Regions from separate parts of the Triticum aestivum genome. Here region 2 is linked to region 1. The links are chromatin contacts, called in public Hi-C maps. All regions are on one chromosome and are shown on one strand. Each heading gives the region's core, a stretch centred on a gene start, on an enhancer-like site or on the middle of the called end of the contact. The rest is flanking DNA. Distances are from core to core; before and after follow the strand shown. Region 1 holds the start of LOC123078746 (probable WRKY transcription factor 48). Region 2 holds the start of LOC123074606.

The links. A called contact is a pair of places that touch in the nucleus more often than the background predicts.
Region 2: a Hi-C map of leaf shows a contact between it and region 1, with 4 times the contacts expected there. The contact joins the promoter of LOC123074606 here to the promoter of LOC123078746 in region 1. A contact is called at or near these places in 2 of 5 Hi-C or Micro-C datasets (both in leaf).

Annotation. Positions count from the first base shown.
Region 1 is chr3D:339,397,946-339,402,969 of IWGSC CS RefSeq v2.1, forward strand. LOC123078746 (probable WRKY transcription factor 48) reads right to left here and starts at 1,603. Exons shown (of 3, transcript XM_044501352.1): 1 at 860-1,603. The coding sequence starts at 1,260.
Region 2 is chr3D:339,716,601-339,721,480 of IWGSC CS RefSeq v2.1, forward strand. LOC123074606 reads left to right here and starts at 1,879. Exons shown (of 1, transcript XM_044497405.1): 1 at 1,879-2,805. The coding sequence starts at 2,189. The coding sequence ends at 2,668.

The DNA of each region.
Region 1 (5,024 bases), core at 353-2,852:
CGGAATCGTATACCATTTGGCTGTCTCGATAGCTTAGCTATCTACTCCTAATCCTAGTGGTGGATAGAGATTTCGTTCATACTACGATCGATCGACTACGATATGTATGGTCTGGCCTCCCGGCCGGGATCCCGTTCAAACATGCATGGTTGTTGGCGTGGTCTATGTAAGAGCGCACATGGTTTTTAGGAGGTTCACATTGTGCCTGGCCTTTTTGCTGCCCCCTTTTCTGCTCTTTGGATTTTCTGAGAGATGCGTACATATGATAGGTTGCACCAAAGTAGAACCTGAGCAAATCCTAGATGGGGGAGGGTCTCTTAACTGGGCATGGTTTCATTCTAGAGATTATTGGGCATGATTTTGACAAGATGGGGCCATACATGGGGTGGAAGAAGAAAAATGAACAAAGCATAAAAGTAGAAAAAATGCAAGAGGCAAATTTGTGATCAAGATTTTGGAGATGAAGCAAGTAATCAAGAGTTCAAGACACGAAATCAGATTTTTATGTTTTTATTTATTTATTATTTATTCTTGATTGTCAGGCTGAGGCATGCAAGCTGGGTGTGAAACCCTAGCCGGGTTCACACCTTGGCCAGCCGGCCAAACTACCTTAAAAGGGGAATAAAGAACAAAAAAGAACAGAAAAGGCATGAATGAATGAATGGCCAGCAAGCAATTCAAGGAAGCGAAATCTAGCCCGCCCCAAATCTTGATCCAATATCGCAGCAGAAAAGAACCAGAGGCAGTTAACCAGATTAGGCAGTCAGAAGGACCAAGAACTCGCCAAAAGGGACGCCCCAAGATTTCAGATCAAGACACGGAAAATCACAAGGAGAGAAATTAATGCAGTCCAACTCACCCTTTCTTGCTCTTGTCACCCTCGTCTCCCCCCTTGCCGTCCTCCCCGTCGCCGTCCTCCTTCTTGCACCTCCCCGCCGAGTCCCCCTCTCCGGCGCAGAGGCCTCCGCCGGCCTCGCTCGACGAGGACGACATGGACGACGTGGCGTTGGGCGTCCCCCCGCCGGCGCTGGGAGTGAGGGCGCCGCCGCCGCTTGGCGTGGTGTCCACCACCAGCTCCCTCTTGACGACGTCCTCCGCGGCCGGCAGCTCCAGCGCCCTGCACAGCAGATCGTAGTCCATGGGCGTCTGCAGGTAGTCGGCGAGCCAGGAGGCCTGCTGCTCCTGCTGCTGCATCCCCGGCCCCGGCCGCTGCGTGAAGAGCGACGCGAGCTCGTCGTGGAACTGGAACTCGCCCGACATAGGCGCTACGCTGTACTGCCTTGCTGCCTGTGGGAGATAGATCGATGGTGTAGTAGCTCGATTGTTCTTGGCGCTGTGGCTGGCTGTGGGCTTATGAAACGGGAGGGAGGAGGAGAGGGATCGAGAGGGAAGCAAGCATATGGGGGAGGTACTAGTAGTGGTGGTATGGTGGTGGAGGTGCAGTGATTAGTGAGGCAAGCCGAGGAGACAGCGAGAGGTGTGTGTGAGCAAGAGAGCGAGAGGGAGCGCAGCTCCTAGCTATATCTTGAGGATTCAGAGAGAGAGAGAGAGAGAGAGAGAGAGAGAGAGAGAGCGGTGATGTATAGAGAGAGGGGGATGGTTGGGTGGGAGGATTTTTTTTCCATTGGCTTTTTGGCTTGCTTTTGTGAAAGAAACAAGCGCTAATTGATTGGGCCCAAAAGAGAAGAGATAGATGAGATAGATGTCCATTCCTTGGCCTCTTCCCCACTCCTTTGGTTCCTTCCTCTCGGTTTTAACCGCAGGATACTCTATGCTTAGACTTCAGAGTCCAGACCTAGCTAGCTACAACACCGAGCAGTATAATTCTAATACTACTAGAGTATAGTAATACTAGCACCGTAATTTGTAATGTAATGGTGGGGGTGGGAACGGTCCACGGTCACGGGGTGAGTCAGCGGCGTGCACCGGCGGTAGCCGGTCACATGTCTGGGGTCAAAGCGCGGCGCCGCGGTCAATCGTTCAGACGGATGGGGCATGCCACGTGTACGTCGCCCTTTGACCGGGCCCTACCCTACCCACGCCAGCGTGACGCTGCGTGATCTCTGCTCACGCTCTGCGCCCTCCGATCTCGATCTCGATCTCGAGCGAGAGCTGACGGCCGCTGATGCTGGCGGTGGCATTGCATCATGGCATACGATGAGAGAGACCAAGGGAATAACATGTGCGGGGTCAAGCTGGCAGCGGCAGGTGGGGCCGTTTCCATTCGGAGACGGTGCATGACTCTGCACGTCGGGGCAGGCATCGGGAACTGCTTTCGATCATCGATCGCCATTTCCATTTCCCTGCAAGAGAGGCGCATATGGAGGAAATCCAATCATAAAAAGGGATCCACAGTGACCGGGGACCTAAGCCTTAAGTGAGACTGTTTCTGTTTGGTCTCTCACTCGACTCCTGTTGCGTCCAGCAGCAATATTTAGAGCGCCCGCCCACAATCATGACAAGTGCATGCTACGCATCATACCATCCCATTGTCTATTTCCGCCCCGTTCGAGTTTGCTGTTTCAGGGCATGATTCATTTTCGTGTGCATCAACTTTCAGAATCTATACATGTCTTCTTCAAGTGTTTGATCGAAGCGGTACAAATATGGCCACGGTTTGTGCTTCAGTGGGAGCGTCGGGGCCCTCCATAAAGCGTGTGAATACGAACAGAAAACGCCGCACGTCGTCATAGGATAATATCCCCTGCCCTGTCCTGTCCAGCTCGTGCACCGGTTTTTTGCATACGCCGTGGCGGTGCGCCTGACCTGAGACCAGGGTACGCGGCGCGGCGCCAGCTCTGCGTCCCGACGTCCCATGTGAAAAGCGAGCATGGCCTCCACGTCGTCCACGCTTATACCACACGCTAACGCCGGCAACACCGTGTCTCCTGGCTAAAATACCGTGCTGGGCGGGTGGCGTCTGAAAGCGGCCGGGGCCGTGCCGGTGCGCGTGAGCGGGGTGTGAACCGTCGGGAGCACGATCGATCGCGCGGGCGCGCACCGGTGTACTCCTCCGTCCAGGCACTGTGCGCGCAGCAGCACATGCCGATTTGGATCTGACACGATCGTCAGCCAGCACGGCGGTGTGGCGGTACGGTACGGCGGCCTCGCGGCCGGCGCGGTGCGGTGCGGGCGCATTTAAGGCGATGGAGGGTGGTGGCAGCGACAGGTGAGGTAGCTTGGTGGGTGCGCGCACCTGCTTTTTGTTTCGGTCCAGCCGGGGACTGCGACGCCCTGCCGCTGGTCGGTCTCTGGTCGGGCTCCAACCTCTCTCTACGTACTACCACAGTTTTTGCCACATGACACGTTTTCGGATTTTTTATAATCAAGAAGATGATGCACTTGCAGGATTGTTGAAATCTCTGTGCCGTACTACGGGGCTGCTCATTAGCGTCATTCATAGATTTGGTTTGGGTTCGTATTGTGTGTTAAGCACAGCAAGTTGTCCGCACAGACGACACCCGGTGCTTCGATCTGGTTAAGCAAACCGTGGTCCACAAAATTCAGTCCTAGTTTAGTGGCTTGATTCGCATCTGACTAAATTACCATAATGGTATCTGTAGAGAATGATTTGGTGCATCGATGATTGATTGATCGTGCACTAGGCACATATATATAGGTATAAGGGGTGCGACCGGTATCTTGTCTCCTAAAATACACGTACATACAGAGGGAGACAGATACTACAGGCACTGCATACAGAACCCAGACCTACGTACATGTACACATGTTCAACACCCCCGCAGTCGAAGCGTCGCCGGTGACGCAAAGACTGGACCGAAAGCCCTCGAAAGTCGAGGTGGGTAGTCCCTTCGTCATCACATCGGCGAACTGCTGATCGGTGGGCACATGTAGAACACGAACACGACCAAGTGCGACGTGCTCCCGGACGAAGTGGATGTCGAGCTCAATGTGCTTCGTCCGTCGGTGTTGGACAGGGTTGGCAGCGAGGTACACCGCGGAGACGTTATCACAGTAGACAAGCGTCGCCTTGGTGACCTCACATAGCAACTCCTGGAGTAGCTGTCGTAGCCAGGAACACTCCGCGACGGCGTTGGCCACGGCCCGATACTCGGCCTCGGCGCTCGATCGTGAGACCGTGGGTTGTCGTTTAGACAACCACGAAATCAGAGAGGGCCCGAGGTAGACGTAGTAGCCGGAAGTGGAGCGTCGAGTGTTGAGACACCCAGCCCAGTCGGCGTCCGAGTAGGCGACAAGGCAGGTGTCTGGCGAGGCCGTCAGGGTGAGACCCATGGCTGTGGTGCCACGTATGTACCAAGTATACGTTTCACGAGAGCCCAATGGGTGTCACGAGGAGCATGCATGTGAAGGCACACCTGCTGGACAGCATACTGAATGTCCGGACGCGTCAGTGTGAGGTACTGAAGCGCACCAATGATGGAGCGGTAGAAGGGAGCGTCGGACGCCGGAGAGCCCTCAACGGCGGACACCTTAGCCTTCGTATCGATAGGCGTGGAAGCAGGCTTGCAGTTAAGCATGCCCGCTCGCTCCAGAAGCTCATAGGCGTACTTCTGCTGGTGCAGGAAGAAGCCAGTAGCCCGGCGCACGACCTCGATGCCGAGGAAGTAGTGGAGAGCCCCCAAGTCCTTGAGGGCGAACTCTGTGCCGAGGCGAGCTGTGATCTGCTGAAGAAGCGCTGGCGAGGACGCAGTCAGGACGATGTCGTCGACGTACAGTAGGAGGTACGCGGTGGCGGGGCCCTGGTGATAGACGAACAGGGAGGCGTCGGACCGTGTGGACCGGAACCCCTGTTGCTGGAGGAAGGCCGCGATCCGCTGGTACCAGGCCCGAGGTGCCTGCTTCAACCCATAGAGAGAACGGGAGAGCAAGCACACGTGGTCCGGATAGTCGGTGTCGACGAAACCAGTCGGCTGCTGACAGAACACCTGCTCGTCGAGATGGCCATGCAAGAAAGCATTAGACACATCGAGCTGGTGGACAGGCCAGGCGCGAGAAACAGCAAGCTGGAGAACGGCGCGAATCGTGCCCGGTTTAACAACCGG
Region 2 (4,880 bases), core at 629-3,128, 320 kb after region 1:
CTGAAGCCCTGACCGAGGCAGTTACTACCTAAAACTGTAAAACTGCGAGTCTGGTTGGGAGAGGATTTATTATGGCTGTAGGTCTCACGGCACACGGTCCTTTGCAGGGGCGGACCTAGAGAGAAAATGATCAGGTGTCCTAGCATATGATCGCTCATATTTCATTTAAAGATGGAGTGTCACACACTATATTTTACATGAAATTTACAAAGAAAACATTTTGCACCCGGTGTCCTATGCATCCGGGTAGCTCAACTTGGGTACGCCCCTGGTCCTTTGGGCGTGTTTTTAATTTTGACGTCTGATTTTCAATCTTTTATATTTCTTGAACGGAAAATCCAAATTAAGCTTTGTTTCATATTCGTGTTTCTCATGATGAGGGCTTTCAAATAAGATCTATTTTAAAAACATTTTGATGAAATTGAAAATAAATGTTAAGTTTTAACAATTTTTTTGGGCTATGGCAGAGAAAAAAAATCTTACAGTTTTATCTATGAAACTGGTAAAATTGAGTGAGAAAATCGTAAGTTTTAGAATTAAACTTTATTATGCCCTCATGTGAGATCGAACTACTTCGTGAATCACGAGACAATCGAGCGACCGGGCAGGGCTTGGCAGGTGCGTGCCCCCGCACCCACGGGCTCTGTGAATTTCCGAGTCGGGCTGCTAGCGGCTAGAGGTGGTTTCTATCCAAGTGTCTCGTTGGACTTTGGTAGAATTTTCTGCAAACTACTCTCTTTGTAACAAAATATAAGACCGTTTGTTTACATTGTGATAGTGTTAGAAAAACTCTTATATTTTGATGCGGAGGGAGTACTTCCCTTTGTTCCATTGAATAAAGTCGTGGGTAACATCTGTAAAAGCAGAGCGATCCTATTGCGACGCGCATATGCATTGTGCCGCGGACAGGAGTCGCCTGATCTCGTACGTACACGCAGAAAGTAGACTTGACTTCCATAAAAGATGGAAGTCGATGTCAGGTTAGCTGTAAGTACAGGGCCATATGCTTTGTTCAAGTGTAGTTGGTTCCAGCTACTCCAACTTTCGGTTACTCGTGATCGACTGATCGGTGAAGATGTTGGTCTGGTGTCGCTGCAGCAAGTTATCCCAAGGAACATGCATCGCATCTTTTGAAGAGCGCGAATGGCGGAACGGGCCAGTTTTATGGAAGTGACAAGGACAGGTACAGTACGTGCGGTGATGTGGCTCGGCTTTTTTCTTTTTGCGGTGATCAGGTATGCTTGCGACGTTCCAGAGTGCAGGTGCAGCGGGACTCGTACTATACTCTGCCATGCACCTTTTTACAGGCACGCAGGCGACGACAAATGGGAGAAGCACAGCCAGACATCTGGGGCAGCCGGTCCCAAACCTTGATCAGCCAGCATTAACTAACGGTTTATGGTCGCTCGAGGCTACCGAAACACTGCGCTTTTTTGACCAAACGGCCGCTGCCCGACAAGAGGCAAATTTGCAAGCCGTTGGCGAGCGTAAGAAAACAACAACGATAGGCTAGCAGTAGCAGGGGAGCGTGTAGTGTAATGTAGGCCTGCGCTGCACGCCCGGGCCCGGCTGTCACGGCCAGTTCGACTCCAGCAACACTCGAGAGTCGAGAACCATATACTCCTACCACCACCCTGTATGACCTGCCGCTGCCGGCCTTTTCAGTTCAGATACGCCCTGCCCCTGCCCCTGCCCCTGCCCTGGCGTTCTAGAAAGTCCATGCACTTTGTTCAAATTCGCCATGTTTTGCAACTTGACAGCATAATAAACACTGTTCAACATATATTATGCATAATACAGTATATCCGTTACAGCATGCGATGCGCAATAAACGGACCAGCGCAACACATATACAGCCACCCAGCTGAGCTTGCGCTTGCGGTTGCAAATAAAATCGGCAACGGCCTTTACAGCACGAGCTGAGCTGTTAAGCCGTCCGTCTGGCGGATGCCTTACGCACAAAGCAGCAGCTCAAGCCACAATCTCTTCTTCTCCTTTGAAAAAGCACGATCGAAACGGCGATAGGTAGGTTTCGGCACGTCCAGTCCCGAGATCGAAACGGTCTCCTTTATATTCTCCCGTCTCCGCCTGACCACACCCCGCACGTCGCTCCCCACGCCTTCGTCCCGTCTCGTACCAATCTTCTTCACCTAGGCTAGCTATATACTAGGTCTTCTCCCGCTCAGCCATGGCCATGATGGGCATCATAGCGCCGGAGACGGCGTACGAGACGGAGGCCGTGTCTCCGGCCACAGCCAGCGCCGCCGCGGGCGCGCGGCAGCGGAGGGGCTTGCTCCGGAGGATGATGCCGCGGGGTCACTACTCGCCCGTCGGCGCCGAGCAGAAGACAGCGCCTGGAAGGGCGCCCGAGGTGGCACCGATCGCTGCCGATGACTCGGAGGTCGCGGAGAAGCCGCGGCGCAGCTGGCTGCGGCGGCTGGTACCGCGGCAGCGGCAGCGCTGGAAGAACCTCGGCGGAGCCGGCGCGTCGAGGCTGGCCGGACTGTCGCGATCGCTGCGGTGGAAGCGGCTGTCCATGAACCTGAGGGGCAGCTGGGCGTCGGCGCTGCTGGACACCGTCGCGTTCCGCGTCATGTACGTGGTGGAAGCCATCGTGCTTGGTCTGGCGCTTTCCTGCTTCTTCTGCTGCTGCGGCTGCCAGATATAGCTGGCCTGCCTGCCCCTTGCTGTGATTCATGCAAGCCCCCTTCTGCTTGCCATTGGGCGTGTAATCTTTGTACCGTCGTCCTTGTTTATTTAAGATGCTTATATAGTTCTCTAATGAAAAGGATTTTTTTTTTGCTACATCGCGTTGATCGTCGATCTTGTTGGACTCCATTGCATGTTCTTATGCAACAGATGTCTAGTTGCGAGGACCACGTTGCTGGTATGCTGCTTTGCGTATTTGCGAAAAAAGATACTACCTTTGTCCTATAATATAAGAACGTTTTTGATATTAGTGTAGTGCCAAAAATGTTCTTATATTATGGGACGAAGTGAGTATGATGCTAGCGGCTCGCGAGCGTGCATGTTAATGGTCACCCTCGCCGCCTCCCACGGTCTCGCGCAAAGGCTTTTTGTGGATCACCATGACACGTTACACCCTGCTGTATCAAATTATTATTATTCCTTTCTGCGGCAATGAGGGCTATCAAATTCTGTTCGATCCATAGTAAGGGGAACAGGTTCTGAAAAAATTCAAAGATATCGGATTTTTGGTGGGTCTGTCATTCTTTCTGTCAGTTGACTAAGATTTAACAAAGTCTTAATCAAATGACATAGTATATAAAAAGAAAATCTAGAAAGAAAATTTTACACGGATCTCCATGCAAGACGACTGAGACATAATCAAGTCTCAGTCGACTAAGATTTAGCAATGCTGATAATTAAACATCTATTGAAGTTATGTGCTTTCATTTTCTTTGTTCGTTATTTTGTGCTAGAACTAGAAATTTAATATTCCCTCCGATCCATATTAGTTATAGCAGCTTTAGTTGGGAGTATAACAATATAGCCGGGAGAAACCCTTATGGTTCCCTTAAAAAAGATTTAAGTCTTTAATTACATATATCTTCTAAATAACTGTCTACTTCCTCGCCTTTTTTTGTCGATGTACTATCTCCATGCTTTTTCAGTGTTGTGCAACTCGCCATAGAGATCGATGCACATAAGATGATTGTTAAGCTCGATAGCAAAGGGGTGGTTAGTATGATTAATGACACCGAAAAGAATTTATCAGCCGTTGGACCTTCATTGAAGAGATCAATGGGATGTTGAAGTCTAGACAAGATTGGCGCGGCGCTCGGCCAAAGAGGCGGCACACCTCCTAGCTGAGAGCATCTCCAGCCGTTTGGCCCTCCAGCGTACCCGGCGAATGCCTTTTGGCTTTTGCGCCGGTGGTATTTTTCGCCCTGGGGGCAATCGAGTTTGCAGTCGCGCCCTAGGTTTCGACCCCCAGACGCTCAAAAGTTTGAACTTGTCTTTCCCGCTGCCAAAAAACACCACAGGTTCGGCGGTTATCATGCCACAAGTCGGTGATCATCATGCTACAGGTCGGTGATCAAAACATACCCAAAAGTTCGACGATCAAAAGGAAGGAATCATAGACATGGAACACATCAAACGGTAGGCTCCTCTGCCGTGGGACTGGCCGGGGTCGGCGTCGGCATCGGCGTCGGCGTAGCTTCAGTGCTCGGGCTCGGCGTCGGCGTGGCTTTAGTGCTCAGGCTGGTCATCGGCGTCGGCACAACTTCATTGCTCGGGCTGGGCGTCGGCGTTGGCGTCGTCGTGGGTGTAGGGGCGGTGGTCGCCGCCGGTCCGGGCATCTGGTTCAAGATGAGGCCGCGCTTTGCCAGATACCACGCCTTCATCTGCTTGTCCATCATCGACATGTCTGCCACCATCAAGAACGCCAGGTCGGTGTTCCTCTTCTTCGCGGCGACGTTCGTCCTGAGAAGGTCGAGCTTGACGTCCTGCTTCGTCATCAACGGCCACCACCTCGCGTCGGATTTCTCCTCCCTCTTGGCGGCGTTGTTCTTGGTGTCGGCGATGCACTGCTCGATCGATGATTGCAGCCGTTCGGCAGCTGGTGCCGCGTCCCTCGCCGCCTTGGCTCTTTTGTTCCCATCAGGGCGCCCTTTCGTCGCCGCTGGGGCAGGCGCGTCCGGCTTGTAGGTCTCCTTGGCCTTGGCGAGAGCGAGCCGGCACTTCCCCCACTTCTCGCACGACTCGATCCTGGAGAACACGTGAAGGAACTTGAACTCTTGGTCGCTGTTGTCCTGGCGAAAGATGTTGAACATCCGAACCATCTGCACGGTTGCAGAACAAGTGTCGGCGAAGTACACGGCGAAAGGCGGCGCGGGCGAGCCTGAGTACGCCGG